Regions from separate parts of the Nothobranchius furzeri genome. Here region 1 is linked to region 2. Evidence: chromatin contacts called from public Hi-C data. All regions are on one chromosome and are shown on one strand. The core of a region is the stretch at or near the end of the contact, and the rest is flanking DNA. Distances in the headings are between cores, read along the strand shown.

The links. Hi-C and Micro-C count contacts between places; a contact is called where the count stands out from the background.
Region 1: a Hi-C map of skeletal muscle shows a contact between it and region 2, with 6 times the contacts expected there. The contact joins two enhancer-like sites. A contact is called at or near these places in 2 of 2 Hi-C or Micro-C datasets (skeletal muscle and tail fin).

The regions. Positions count from the first base shown.
Region 1 is chr5:70,784,904-70,791,687 of NfurGRZ-RIMD1, forward strand. It overlaps map7d1a (MAP7 domain containing 1a), which reads left to right. Exons shown (of 18, transcript XM_054741001.2): 2 at 5,033-5,212. Among protein-coding and RNA genes, the nearest start is that of map7d1a, 24 kb to the left of the region's middle. Within about 2 kb of position 4,933, at least 1 of the 3 cell types and tissues checked has an H3K27ac peak or open chromatin away from gene starts, as enhancers often do. A contact at or near this core is called in tail fin, where this site is marked.
Region 2 is chr5:70,740,084-70,747,059 of NfurGRZ-RIMD1, forward strand. It overlaps si:ch211-1i11.3 (mitogen-activated protein kinase kinase kinase 5), which reads left to right. Exons shown (of 28, transcript XM_015950068.3): 24 at 3,957-4,203; 25 at 4,367-4,479; 26 at 5,671-5,768; 27 at 5,857-5,933. Among protein-coding and RNA genes, the nearest start is that of map7d1a, 20 kb to the right of the region's middle. Within about 2 kb of position 5,063, at least 1 of the 3 cell types and tissues checked has an H3K27ac peak or open chromatin away from gene starts, as enhancers often do. A contact at or near this core is called in tail fin, where this site is marked.

The sequences.
Region 1 (6,784 bases), core at 3,683-6,182, 45 kb after region 2:
CTCCATATCTGGTAAAAACAAACAAAGGTCACCAAGATTGACGAAATGAGAAAGAAATGTATAAAACAAAATGTGGATTATAACTATATGTTGTTAACTTGATTGTCCTTTAGAAGAAATCTGTTGATTAGGTTACTAAAAGTAGGACAGGTGTTCATGGAGATATGTGATCCTGGTTTCGAAGGTTTACACAGATTTACAGTTCTTGTCTAAACCAATTTGAGCTCATTCTGATTCAGAAAATATAATTAAAATAATACAGCTTTTCACAATTTCTGAATTTCAAAATAATGAATATGGAAAATCTGTTATTGGGCCATTTTTACTCATGACAAAATAACATGAGGTGATCAGTAAACAGTGTAAGGTTACTTGCATGCTCCACAGAAACACAACTCAGCTGAAAAATGGTGGTGTTGCTGGTGTTGTTGACTCAGTGGCCTAGTGGTAGAGTGTCCGCCCTGAGACTGGGAGATCAGGAGTTCGACTCCTGGTCGGGTCATACCAAAGACTTTGAAAAAATGGGACCCAATGCCTCCCTGCTTGACACTCAGCATTAAGGGGTTGGATTGGGGGGTTAAACCACCAAATAGTTCCCGAGCGCGGCTTGTCTGCAGCTCACCGCTCCCCCAGGGGATGGGTCAAATGCGGAGAATAAATTTCACCACACACCTGTGTGTGTGACGACTAAATGGGACATTTTGCTTTTGTCAGACTCTGAACAAGGAAATGGCTTCAAGCAGTGAAACAGAAGGCAAAAAAAAAACAAAAAAAAAAAAACTCCAGAGCAACCAGTGACTCCGCCCCCTTCCCAGTCAGCGGCCAGAATCACGATGCCGGCCTGACTCTGCCTTGCCAGGTACCTCAATGGAGCAGAGAGTAAAAACAGGAGAAAGTTGTGGAAAAATACCAAACTGTGTCCTTGGGAACAGCAGTCAGGCTGAGCTGCATCGGTCCGAGTTACTCTGATTAGTGCGTCTGGAAAGCTGCCTTTAGGCTCCCTGGCCCAAAGCAGACTTGCCGTGATCTGATTCTCCAGGACCAACGGGTGGCCAGTCCGCCTACGTGTACCAATAAAAAAAAATTCTTCAAAACTAGACTTTGAATCCATCATATTTGTACTTTAGATTGGGATACGTAATTACGTAGCCAAAGATTAGCAGCTGTAGTTGATTGATTTGTTTAATTTCTTTAAGCTTGATTGAACCAACACATTGGTCACCACCTCCAGTCATCTGTTTGGTCAGGCTGAAGTCTGCATCAATCAGCCCCTGTTTTAGTCCAACGTAACTCCGCAGCCCTCCCTCAGCTCCCATCCCACCTTACCCACAGAGAGCTATTTCATCGTCAGTGCCACCAACACACCAAAGGTTTTGTTAATCTTCTTGTTCTCTTCATTATTTTCAATAAAGTTCACAATAATTGTTTTAACAGGAGCTGCTTTGTGGCTTTAGTCCCCAGGTGTATGGGCAAGTACTCCCGGGCAACATAAAATTCACTTATGAGTCAGAAACAGAAGGCAGCATAGCATTTATGGATATGAAAATCACCAGACAGACCGACGGGACCCTAAACATAAACACATACAGGAAACCAACACACACAGACCAATATCTATTATGGACATCAGAACACCCCACCATACACAAAATGTCAGTAATCAGAACATTATATCACCGAGCAAACATAATAACAGAAGAAAGAGACCGTAAACAAGAAGACAAACACATACAATACGCTTTAAAGACCTGCAGATACCCGACATGGGCGATAAACAAAGGAAAACAACAAACAAAAACAGAATGCAAAGAACAACCCAAAAAAAGAACCAGAAACCCAGAAAGACAAGAACCAAAACCAGTGATAACCCTACCATACATCAGAGGCATAACGGAAAAAATTAGAGCAACAATGAAAAAACACAACATAAACACACCAACAAAGCCATACACAACAGTTAGAAACAGACTAGTACACCCAAAAGACAAAATATCAGCTGGACAAAAATGTGGAGTCATCTACAAAATCCCATGCAAACTATGCAATAAAACATACATAGGAGAAACCGGACGCCAACTAAATACACGGACAATAGAACACAGAAAGAAGTGCGAGAAAGAGGCAAATCGTAAACACACAAGAGCAGCAAAAGAAGAAGCAGAAAGTACAATAAAAAAAGTCAGCCGTAACAGATCATTGCTTAAGAGAAAACCATATAATGGACTGGGACAGCACACGGATCATAACCACCGAACAACAAAAATACAAAAGATGGATCAAGGAAGCAATAGAGATAAGGAGACGTGGATGTGGGACCATGAACAGGGACGACGGAGTTTACACGCTGGACCACGCATGGGACTGCATCGTCGGAGAGGGGAGAGCGGGCAGTAGAGGGCGACAACGTCCTCTGCTGCCCGCAGATAAACGGAGAAGGAAGTGACGCGCCACCATCAGCGTCAGCCTGAAGAAGCCGGCAGCCGTCGGCGAAACTGTAGCTACAAAACAGGTAAACAAAACTGTTTCTGTGTTTAAAAAAGAACGAAAGAATGGATTTAGAAAGACACAGCAAGAACACACCTAAGAAGTACTCCCAATACTCGTCTGCCACTGCTGCACTTGCTGTCCTTGGGATCCTTCTTGTCAAATTTAACCCTCAGGGATTTATGAGGAAGCGGTGTAAGATGATAAATTTCCGGGTGAAGGTTGTGTGTTTCATCACTTTGAATGAGAGTAGTGTCATGCCTTCAGTTCTCTTGCATCACTCATTTGTAAAAAAAATAAATAAATAAAAAAAAACTAGGACCGTGGCTTTATAGCACATTCGTTCTGTGATTAAAACAAACAAAAAGGTTAATTTAGCGTGTTGTTTTGTGGTATTTCTTTCTAATAAGCCCATTTAATTACTGGTTTCTGCTCACAGATTTATTTTCCCCACACAAAGTTGCTCATTGTTAGAAAATTGCACAGAACTGCTCCCAGTGTTCATCTCTCAGTTCGTCTCGCCACCGCGCCCTCCCCCTTTACTTCCTCTCTCTACTTGCTGTCATTGCAGTGTTTTGGCTGCCATCCCGTTGCCATGCAGAGACCACAACAGTGGCCCCTCTCTGCCTGGGAATGCTTATTTAATAGTGGCAGACTTTGACAATGGAAACGCAACGTCTCGTCTCCCACCTGAAAACTTTTATGGACTCTGCCTAATCACCGGGGTTTGACTCTTGAGTCAGCAGCAGCAAACGATTTCCAAACTGATGATGTAGGATTACCATATGAGTGTTTGTAATTGGGTGTGTTGGTTTCAGGTTTCACCTGTTGTAGTAGTGAAGGATGATGGCCAGTTGGAGCATTATGCTTCTAATAGTTTTACTCATAAAAGCGGACTAATTTACATAAACAAGCACACACACAAAAGAGAAAAAAATACTTTGAAGCCGTGTAGAATTGCTATTTCTCTTTGCATTTGTGCTTTTTCTATACAAACAGCATTTGAGGAATAAATCTTTAGTGTACTCTGTGTCCCCGTGTGACAGCCCCCTACTGCTTGAGTTGTTTGACTCAAATCCTGAACAACTTGGAGCACGTTGCCCCAGTGTTTACCCCCAGAGACTATGCAGAAGTAAATGCGTCCCAACACGGCTCCAAGGGGAGTGCTGGGATATGGCCTGGTGGACAAAGTCAAGTACCCCTTACATGAGCGTCTTTATTCCGCAGTCAGAGCTGAGACAGACTAATGTTTGAGCAGGAGATTAAAGTCCAGGAGACTGCTACAAAATGTGAGTCATAATGAAGCTGCTGTCCCAAACTAATGACCTCACTTCTAGAGATCACGCATGAATGAGAAGACAAACTAGATTATCTGAGTTGTTTGTCATCAAAATTAAGTATAACCTACTTATTCACTCCAGGGCTGTGCGTGTGATCAGATGTTATTGTCAATTTAAACTTTTTAGCTCCAGATTAACACAAGAAAATAATGCAGTTGTCAAAGAATGATTATTAAATTTCCCTTGTGTGTGTGTGTGTGTGTGTGTGTGGGGGGGGGGGGGGGGGCGGCTGCTTTCTTTTTTTTCCCATTATAATCATGTATTTTTTCATCTCTTTCAAAGGCTAAAGTTCATTGAATTGTGGTGGTAGTTTAAAACGACAGTGCACAGCACTCTACGGTTCTATTTCTATGCAGAGGATTCCCCGCTTTCCGTAGCGTCTCTTCTCTGCTTTTATGGCAGCTCTGCCTGACCACGTTATGTTTATTATGCATTCAGGTAAAGTCGGGTAGAAGGTTAGGTTTAACTTGTAGGTGTCTACTATTGTTTTAAAGTAATGCAATAAAAAATATATTTTTTCCCCTGTATAGGTCTAAACATTAAACAGTTGCGGCTTTTACACCAAATGTTAAGATTGTTCTAGTATAAATTTCATTTTAGTCCCTTACTTTTTTCTCTAATCGGTTTTCATCACCAATAAATGAAGCAGCGTGTTAAGGTACATCAGTTCCAGCTGTCTCCTTAAAATTTAAACTCTGAATAGTTTCCTAAATCAGTATTTTATTGAGATTAGACTAAAGGAACAGACCCAGCACCGTTGAGTTACAGTACAAGAATGAGATTGAAAGTTTTGACCAGAAATTATTGTGATTTTTAATGTCTTTTTCTGTGTCTGCCCTAGTAAGCTGTGTGTTTAGACACAGTCATTAAAAATAAACAAAAACTGTTATCAGCAGTCATTTTGTCTTACGCAGTATTACTTATATTTGTTGTTGAGAATTATTTCAGTCGTATGATTTGTAAGTCGTTAGGTTTTATTATTTTGTTAGAGAGCTAAAATGAGACCTACTACATTTAAATTCGGTTGCATTTTTTTTCCTCCGAGTCCACAACTCCACCCAAATTTCAGATGGATGATGTCACCCACACAGTGATCTGCTTCATGGACTTGACGGCGAATAGAATGAAGAGAAACGAGTTGAGTTCCGTTTCTCGCATTGCCCTTTATTCACTCACCTGTTCTTTTCATTTTGTGTCTCTCCAACCAGCACCCTGCTCGCTTCTGAAAACAAACCTCTCACGGCCCGACCCAGAGGGTGAAAGCTGCCCCTTAAAAACTGTCAACACCCAGAAGATGGAGTCTCCCAGTAAGAGGCTGACCACCCCGACAAAGTCTGACCTCATCTCTCGGTCGCCTGGATCACCAGCTTCACCCAAGTCCAAAAGAGGTAAACAATAAATCCCAGTCCTCCTGAGTGTTTTAAAGCTAACACTAAAAGCTGGGGTTGTTCTGATTTGAGGCAGGTCTTCGATAATGGTGCTCTCTTCTAAAGTCAGGTCTACTCTCAAAGTAAAAGTGACCACATGCTTTCAGACGAGCTGCAGCTGATTGACTGTTGTGGTGAAACAAACTGTCAACACGCAGCTTGAGACTTTCAGGTAAATCAGGTTAGTAGTGAAAAAAGTCTCTAATATAGATAAATGTGTTAAAATTCAAATCAATGCACATTTTCCTACAAAGGTCTGGTCAGAGGAACGTCGTTCAGGAACACCACGAGGGCGTTTAGTTGAACCTGTTTGCTGCACCTTTTAACTGTTTCGTGAAAAGCATCACTTTAACTCTTTAATCCCAGGTTAACAGTGAAAACAAACCCACAGGAACACGTTTTATTGTTTCTGAAGTGTAAGCTTCTCTAATCTCTTCCTTCTTGTTACCAATTAATCCGATTAATCCATTCATCAGGATTGCAGCAGTAATTCCCCTCAACCCCTTACAAGTTTGCCCACACTGCTTCCAAAGTTACAGCAGCGCAAGGTCCAGTTCTTCTGTAGCCGGCTCCAGACATCCTGCGCTAATGGTCTTACTCTTCAGAATCTAAAGTTTTATTTTCCAGTTGTTCCGTAACGCTCATTACTTTTGAGGTTTGCACATTCTTCGGAGATTAACGCTCTAATTCACCTCTTAAATGGTGAAATGAAACAATGAAGCTTGTGGTTTATCTGGGATGTGCAGATTGTTTCGTTTCCCTATAATCTCCCAACTGCCTAGTGAATTTTGTTACTGAAATCTTGAAGGTCTTGATGCACAGTAATGACTCTGGCTTAGAGGTAGATAAATCCAGAACTTCTCGTTGAGGGATGGCACGGTTCCTGTATTAAATCTGTCTTTGTTGGCCGTTTTGTGTTTGTGATGCCGCCGTTATTGTGGCGGTGAGGTGCAATCAGCACGCATACAGACACCGAGCACTCCGTCTTTCTATAAATATCAAAGTGGGTCACAGGTTGCTATTACAGGAGGCTGCATGGCAGATTGTTTTTAACATTTAGGAGTCATGCGTCCTGCTGATGGATGTCTCTTAAGGATGAGCTGCTCCATATTTGATTTAGAACATCTGGTCTGTCTGTCGATTCGGGCTCAAACATCGACTGCTGAATCTGCAACTGTGGGACCGCATTAAAGTCGTTGTTACAGTGGAAACAGTTTAACGTGCTAGCTGTAAATAAGCCCCAGCTCCCATTTCAAGGCTAACCTACTTAGTGGTAGAATCTGTGGCTGATGCAGGGAAAGAAGTGCTACAAAATCTAAATGCAGTCAGAAATTCAGCTTGCAGGCTTCAGAGTATCAAAAACACAATGGTGGGGTTATTTATTATTTTTTTAAAGAGCTCCTTCACTCATATTTTTAAAATACATTTGCAGTGGCCTATAGTAGAATAAATGCTTTGTAACTCGTTCTCTGGGGGCGGGCTTCGGTGAGCTTGTTACTGCACGGTAATTCAGCCAGAGGAGAATGTAGCTTC
Region 2 (6,976 bases), core at 3,813-6,312:
ATTTTCAGAAATGTTTTTTTCATAATCATCTGGTTTCACTTGTAAATATTAGTAAGAAGTGAGCTTTCTGGGAAAAAAAATATTGTTTAAAGCAACACTAAACAAGTTACTCCGGGTGTTTCTGAATGTCAAGGCACCTGGTCTCGCAAGGCGATGTCTTGCATCACGTAACGTTGCGTGACATGGGAGAAAACGTTATATTTTAGATGTATAAGTTTCAATATAAATACTTAACAAGCTTTTTACTTTTAAAATTGTGTATATATTTGTTAAATTAAATATGTAAGCGAGTTACTACCTGCTAGCCACCAACTGGCATAAACAACCCTGCCGTAGCTAGCGCTAACAACAAGCTAATGCTAACATGAACCAACTGATGCTAAATAAGTGACAAAGTAAAATGATCTTTACTGTTACTGATCTTTACTGTTGGACAAAAAAATATTATTACTTATAAGTCCAGTAGCAACAAAGCCAGGTCACCATCAGTTTGTGATTTTGTAGCCTCCTTCAGCTCCCTCAAGCTAGTGTAGGCTCTTTGCTTTGCCTCCAAAGAGGCTTTTACTGTTGCTTGTACTTCCAGGCTTTGCCATGATGCCCACAAAAAAAGCAAAATTCTTCTTCTTTTGCTTTTTTATTGATGGTTGACAAAGTTAAAAAGCTAACTACTAGCCTTTATATTAGCAACCAGTACAGCCAACAGCTATAGCTGTAAAGAAGGTAGAGACCTCCCAGCGTTCCTACCCGAACCACAAAAGTAAGAGCAGATTCTGGTCAGCAGAGGGCTGTCCAGTGTGAAATTGATCAGAATCACTGCAACCACTTTGAAAGCAAAACTCTTTAGTGTTGCTTTAAGGCAGAAATCAGAAATAAATGCCTAAATTAAGAGCTACTGGACAAAAAGTCTGAGGAGCTACTGCACCTACACATAATTCAGAGAGCCTTTCTGCCTGGAAAAACAGGAAACTAAAGCAAGTGTGGACTCATCCTGGTCATTTAAGGAAGCCGTCATTATGTCAGACTGGTTAATTGACAACAACTTCTTCACCCTCAGTGTCAACCCAAAGTTCTGCAGCAGATGCATGATCCCATCAGGTCATTTTGCAGTTAAAACTCCAAAAACTCTAAAATTAAATAATTAGAATGCACTTTCTCCAACACCTTTATCGTTTTAAGGCCTGAGAGTTTTGGGTGTACATTTTTTATTTCACATATGGGTGAAACTTGATTATTTAGAATCTGGTGCAAAAGTTAATTTATTTCAAAAATTCAACTTAAAAGTTGAAACTAATCAATGAGATAGGCTCATTCAATGCAAAGCCATATATTTCAGCCTTTTTTTTTGTTATAAATGTGATGATTATGGTTTACAGCTTATGAAAACCCCACATTCAAAAATCTCAGACAATTAGATTATTGTGAAAGGTTCAATATTCTAGACTCAAAGTGTCAAATGCTAATCAGTTTATTGAACACCTGCAAAGAGTTTCTGAGCCTATAGATGGTCTCTCAGTCTAAGCTGAATTACTGAAATAAATGGCTTTTTCACCATATTCTAAATTTTCCTGTTTCATTTGTAGTTATTCTGACTTTGTAGGCCCTCAGAAACATGAAAACAATTACAGGGAGTGCAGAATTATTAGGCAAGTTGTATTGTTGAGGAATCATTTTATTATTGAACAACAACCATGTTCTCAATGAACCCAAAAACTCATTAATATCAAAGCTGAATGTTTTTGGAAGTAGTTTTTAGTTTTAGCTATTTTAGGGGGATATCTGTATGTGCAGGTGACTATTACTGTGCATAATTATTAGGCAACTTAACAAAAAGCAAATATATACCCATTTCAATTATTTATTTTTACCAGTGAAACCAATATAACATCTCCACATTCCCAAATATACATTTCTGACATTCAAAAACAATACAAAAACAAATCAGCGACCAATATAGCCACCTTTCTTTGCAAGGACACTCAGAAGCCTGCCATCCATGGATTCTGTCAGTGTTTTGATCTGTTCACCATCAACATTGCGTGCAGCAGCAACCACAGCCTCCCAGACACTGTTCAGAGAGGTGTACCGTTTTCCCTCCTTGTAAATCTCACATTTGATGATGGGCCACAGGTTCTCAATGGGGTTCAGATCAGGTGAACAAGGAGGCCATGTCATTAGTTTTTCTTCTTTTATACCCTTTCTTGCCAGCCACGCTGTGGAGTACTTGGACGCGTGTGATTGAGCATTGTCCTGCATGAACATCATGTTTTTCTTGAAGGATGCAGACTTCTTCCTGTACCACTGCTTGAAGAAGGTGTCTTCCAGAAACTGGCAGTAGGACTGGAAGTTGAGCTTGACTCCATCCTCAACCCGAAAAGGCCCCACAAGCTCATCTTTGATGATACCAGCCCAAACCAGTACTCCACCTCCACCTTGCTGGCGTCTGAGTTGGACTGGAGTTCTCTGCCCTTTACCAATCCAGCCACGGGCCCATCCATCTGGCCCATCAAGACTCACTCTCATTTCATCAGTCCATAAAACCTTAGAAAAATCAGTCTTGAGATATTTCTTGGCCCAGTCTTGACGTTTCAGCTCGTGTGTCTTGTTCAGCGGTGGTCGTCCTTCAGCCTTTTTTACCTTGGCCATGTCTCTGAATATTGCACACCTTGTGCTTTTGGGCACCCCAGTGATGTTGCAGCTCTGAAATATGGCCAAACTGGTGGCAAGTGGCATCTTGGCAGCTGCACGCTTGACTTTTCTCAGTTCATGGGCAGTTATTTTGCGCCTTGGTTTGTCCACACGCTTCTTGCGACCCTGTTGACTATTTTGAATGAAACGCTTGATTGTTCGATGATCACGCTTCAGAAGCTTTGCAATTTTAAGACTGCTGCATCCCTCTGCAAGATATCTCACTATTTTTGACTTTACTGAGCCTGTCAAGTCCTTCTTTTGACCCATTTTGCCAAAGGAAAGGAAGTTGCCTAATAATTATGCACACCTGATATAGGGTGTTGATGTCATTAGACCACACCCCTCCTCATTACAGAGATGCACATCACCTAATATGCTTAAGGGCTTTCGAGCCTATACAGCTTGGAGTAAGACAACATGCATGAAGAGGATGATGTGGACAAAATACTCATTTGCCTAATAATTCTGCACTCCCTGTATTATTTTGAACATATAATAACTAATCAATAAAAACAAAGATAATTTTTAGTGGATTAAAAAGTTGTTTCCCTCAGCATTATTACCAAGAATGTGACAGTTCAAGAAGCCATAGTCTACATAAGTAAACACCATCTTAGGAAGTTAAGCTAAGATCATCTAATGTTGAAAACTATACAATCTGATACAAAAGTTTTTTTTGGCAAAGGCGAAGCTCTCGATTTACCGGTCGATCTACGTTCCTACCCTCACCTATGGTCATGAGCTTTGGGTAGTGACCGAAAGAACAAGATCGTGGATACAAGCGGCCGAAATGAGTTTTCTCCGAAGAGTGGCTGGGCTCTCCCTTAGAGATAGGGTGAGAAGCTCGGTCATTCGGGAGGGGCTCGGAGTAGGCCCACTGCTCCTCCACATTGAGAGGAGCCAGTTGAGGTGGCTCGGGCATCTGGTCAGGATTTCTCCTGGACCCCTCCCTGGTGAGGTTTTCTGGGCACGTCCTACCAGGAGGAGACGTAAAGGTAGACCCAGGACACGGTGGAGGGACTATGTCTCTCACCTGGCCAGGGAACCCCTGGAGGAGCTGGCCCAAGTGGCTGGGGAGAGGGAAGTCTGGGCCTCTCGCCTTAGGCTACGGCCCCCGTGACCCGACTCCGGATAAGCGGATGGATGGATGGATGGAACGAACGAACGAACGAATGAACGAACGACTCGGCTACAACAGCTGTAGCCATTTTTGTTGTCATTTACTTATTTTTCCCAATTCCAACCCTTTGCTGCTCCTGACCTGTCAGCCCTGAAGCTCCGTCTGCAGTCCTCGTTTGAAGGAGACGACAGCGGTCCAGAGGAGCTGCAAGCTGATGAGGACACTCCTGTGTTTGCTTCTCCTAACCAGCTGAAGGCGCCGGCAGACGTGCAGCTGGCAGTGCCAGTAGAGGAAATCAGACCTAGAGCCAGTCCACACTCTCCTCCTGATGTCACCGTTAGCAGCAGCTGTTCGCTGAGCCAGAACCTCAGAGACATGAGAAAAGAGACCTGGAGGTATTGTTGAGCTGGCATTGTGAAACTTAAAAATTTGTTTTTTTTTTTTCATGTATATAGTATACGATACACAGTAAACCCCCCAAAATTGCATCTTTAATCTCTTTGAAGGCAGATTAATCAGGTTGTTGCTGTGCAGTGATGTGTTTGTGTTGCGTTTCAGACTGCTAAACCTGCTGAATGAGAAGGAGTGGGAGTACCAGGACCTGCTGAGGAACTCGGTCCAGAAGAAACAGGAACAGATTGATGCGATGAAGAAAGTAGCGGTTGTTGAAGGTAAAGTTCTCCTTTCCACCAAGAAGGTCCTTTCATCCATCTGGAAGAACACAAATATTAAGTCAAATTCCTCTTACTGTGTCTTAATGTTACAATTTTTGTTACAAACTGAAAAAAATGAAGACAAAAGACTTTAAACAGAAATTCTGAAACTCATTCTACATTCTTTGGAATTGGAGAATATTTCAGTAAAACAAAATATATAAAATATGACTAATTTCAAAGCGAACGTATTATGACTTGTTTTAAAAAAGTTATAATAGTTTTATGGTCAATACAAAACATGTTTATGACGTAATCTGAACAAAATCAGTCTTACAAGAAGCTATTTCAGCAGTTTTATGCTCAACATTTTCAGTACCTTCCAAAATGAGTCGTTTCACGGCTCAGTTACTTTAACCAGGCCTTTCCAATGGACGTGTAAGCATCTTGTAACATCTGCGAAGCCTAGTACTCTGCAATTAGCCACCGTTATAGTGGATGGAAGCATTTCCACCGGCTGCAGAGCATCACGTTTTGGACGTGTCCCAGAAGCTTAGTGTTACGTTGCTCTGCTAAATTTACAATTCAAGTCTATTTTTACGCACCTAGCTCTGCAGTTCAGATCAGGTCAGACAGGACGTCAAACACAGGAGCAGTGTAAAGCCGGGCATACACTGTGCGACTTTTTCACTTTTTTGAGCCGTGTGGGTATGTCATCTGTGCCTCACTAACATAATTTTTGATTAAAAAAATTGCTTGGGTGCAAATTGTCTTGAATGATTTAAATGTGATTAATCAAGATTAATTTATTACAAAATCTATAATTAGTTAGATTTTTTAATCAAGTCCCACCCCAAGTCATGACCCATTATGAATTTCTTTCAAGTTGAGAGTGTTTTTAGAGGCAGTAGACTCACAGGGCAGCATAAAAAGTTAGAGCATACAAAAAAAAAACAGCAGGATAAACAGTTCTCTACTCGTGCTGCAGTTAGTCCTCACCACGCCTGAGTTTCAGGCACATAATTTCTGCCATAACGGGTTTGTCTTGGAGCCGTGGGCTGCAGATGTGTAGCTAATGTGCCCAAACTCGATTCGTCAGACTGATTAACGATTATGCGATTTGGCTACAGACACACTGTGTGATTGTGCAACCGTAACATCAACAACACTCAGTGCTGCATAAATGTAATCAGTCTAACTATCTTACAGAGGAGGAGTTGGTGTCAAAGAGAAACTCTAACACTGAGATAAGGAGTTTAGTACACTGGCTGAAGTCTGTCCCAGTGGACCGGGACACTATTGATAAGGTAAACTCGTTTGTTTTTTCTGTTTTTTATTTATCGAGGTGAGTCGGTGTCCTCTTGTTAATCACTGATGTGTTACTGGTTTTTTTAGCTGCTCTCCAATGAGTTCACATTGGACTGTCTACTCCACATAGCCTCCAGGGACGACTTAATGTACTGTGGATTAAGGTGAGCCGCCATCATGGATCATCCTGGTCTGTTCATGCAGAAACAGGAACGCATTGCAGGCTGAGGGAAAATCTTGAGTCATGTCCGAAGTGTTTTTGCGTCTAATGAGCCAAATCTGGTGTATTTGTGGAGGTCTTCCAAAGAATTTCTTTAGACTTAGGTTTTTTTCCCGATTCAGTACATTTTCAGATGAATGTTTTTGTGTGTTTGCAAATTCTTACTTATGAATCATTCAAGCATAAAACACATTTGTGCTTAAAACTGTTATAGCGAATCTACAGAACCAGCTGGGTTTCGAAAACAAACATGGTCACGGAACACTCACCCCTCCCCTCGGGTTTCATCCCTAGCTCCGCTTCCACGGGAACCAGAAGCCCACATTGCCAGAGGAAACGAGGAATATTCTTCTTTCCCTGTTTCATGCATTAGCTTCTGCTTGGTTCAGAAAATCTTGACTGATCTACGTCACACTGTCACTTAATATTGATTGACTCACCTTTCTTGGTTCGTGACGAGGAAGGCTGTTGTTGGTTTAACGTCCAGGAAACCGCAGAGAATGTCTCAGCTAGCAGAAGCTAATTGTTAGCATTAGCAACTCGACCACATGGCAGAACTCTTCCAGGCCTGTGTTATTTGTCGAGATAAAACATCAATGTTGCAAAGCAAATAATCAGTGGTGGAGTTTTGTTGCTGTTATCCAATCAGAGGCAAGATGTCTAAATATCAGCAAATAAGACTCCATATCCTGCCGTTTTCTGCTACTTTCTCCTCCGTCTGACTTCAATATCATCAAACAGGCACACAGAAGATTTTTTTTACCCCAGGAAATGACTTAAAAAGCAAATGTGTTAAAATTATAAGTAAAGTTCAATTCAATTCAAGTTTATTTATGTAGCGCCAAATCATGGCAAGAGTCGTCTCAAGGCACTTCACACAGCAAACATTCCAATACAGGTCAGTTCATTAAGCCAATCAGAAAAAAGTTTCCTGTATAAGGAACCCAGCTAATTGCATCAAGTCACTGACTAGTGTCAAAGTCTTTA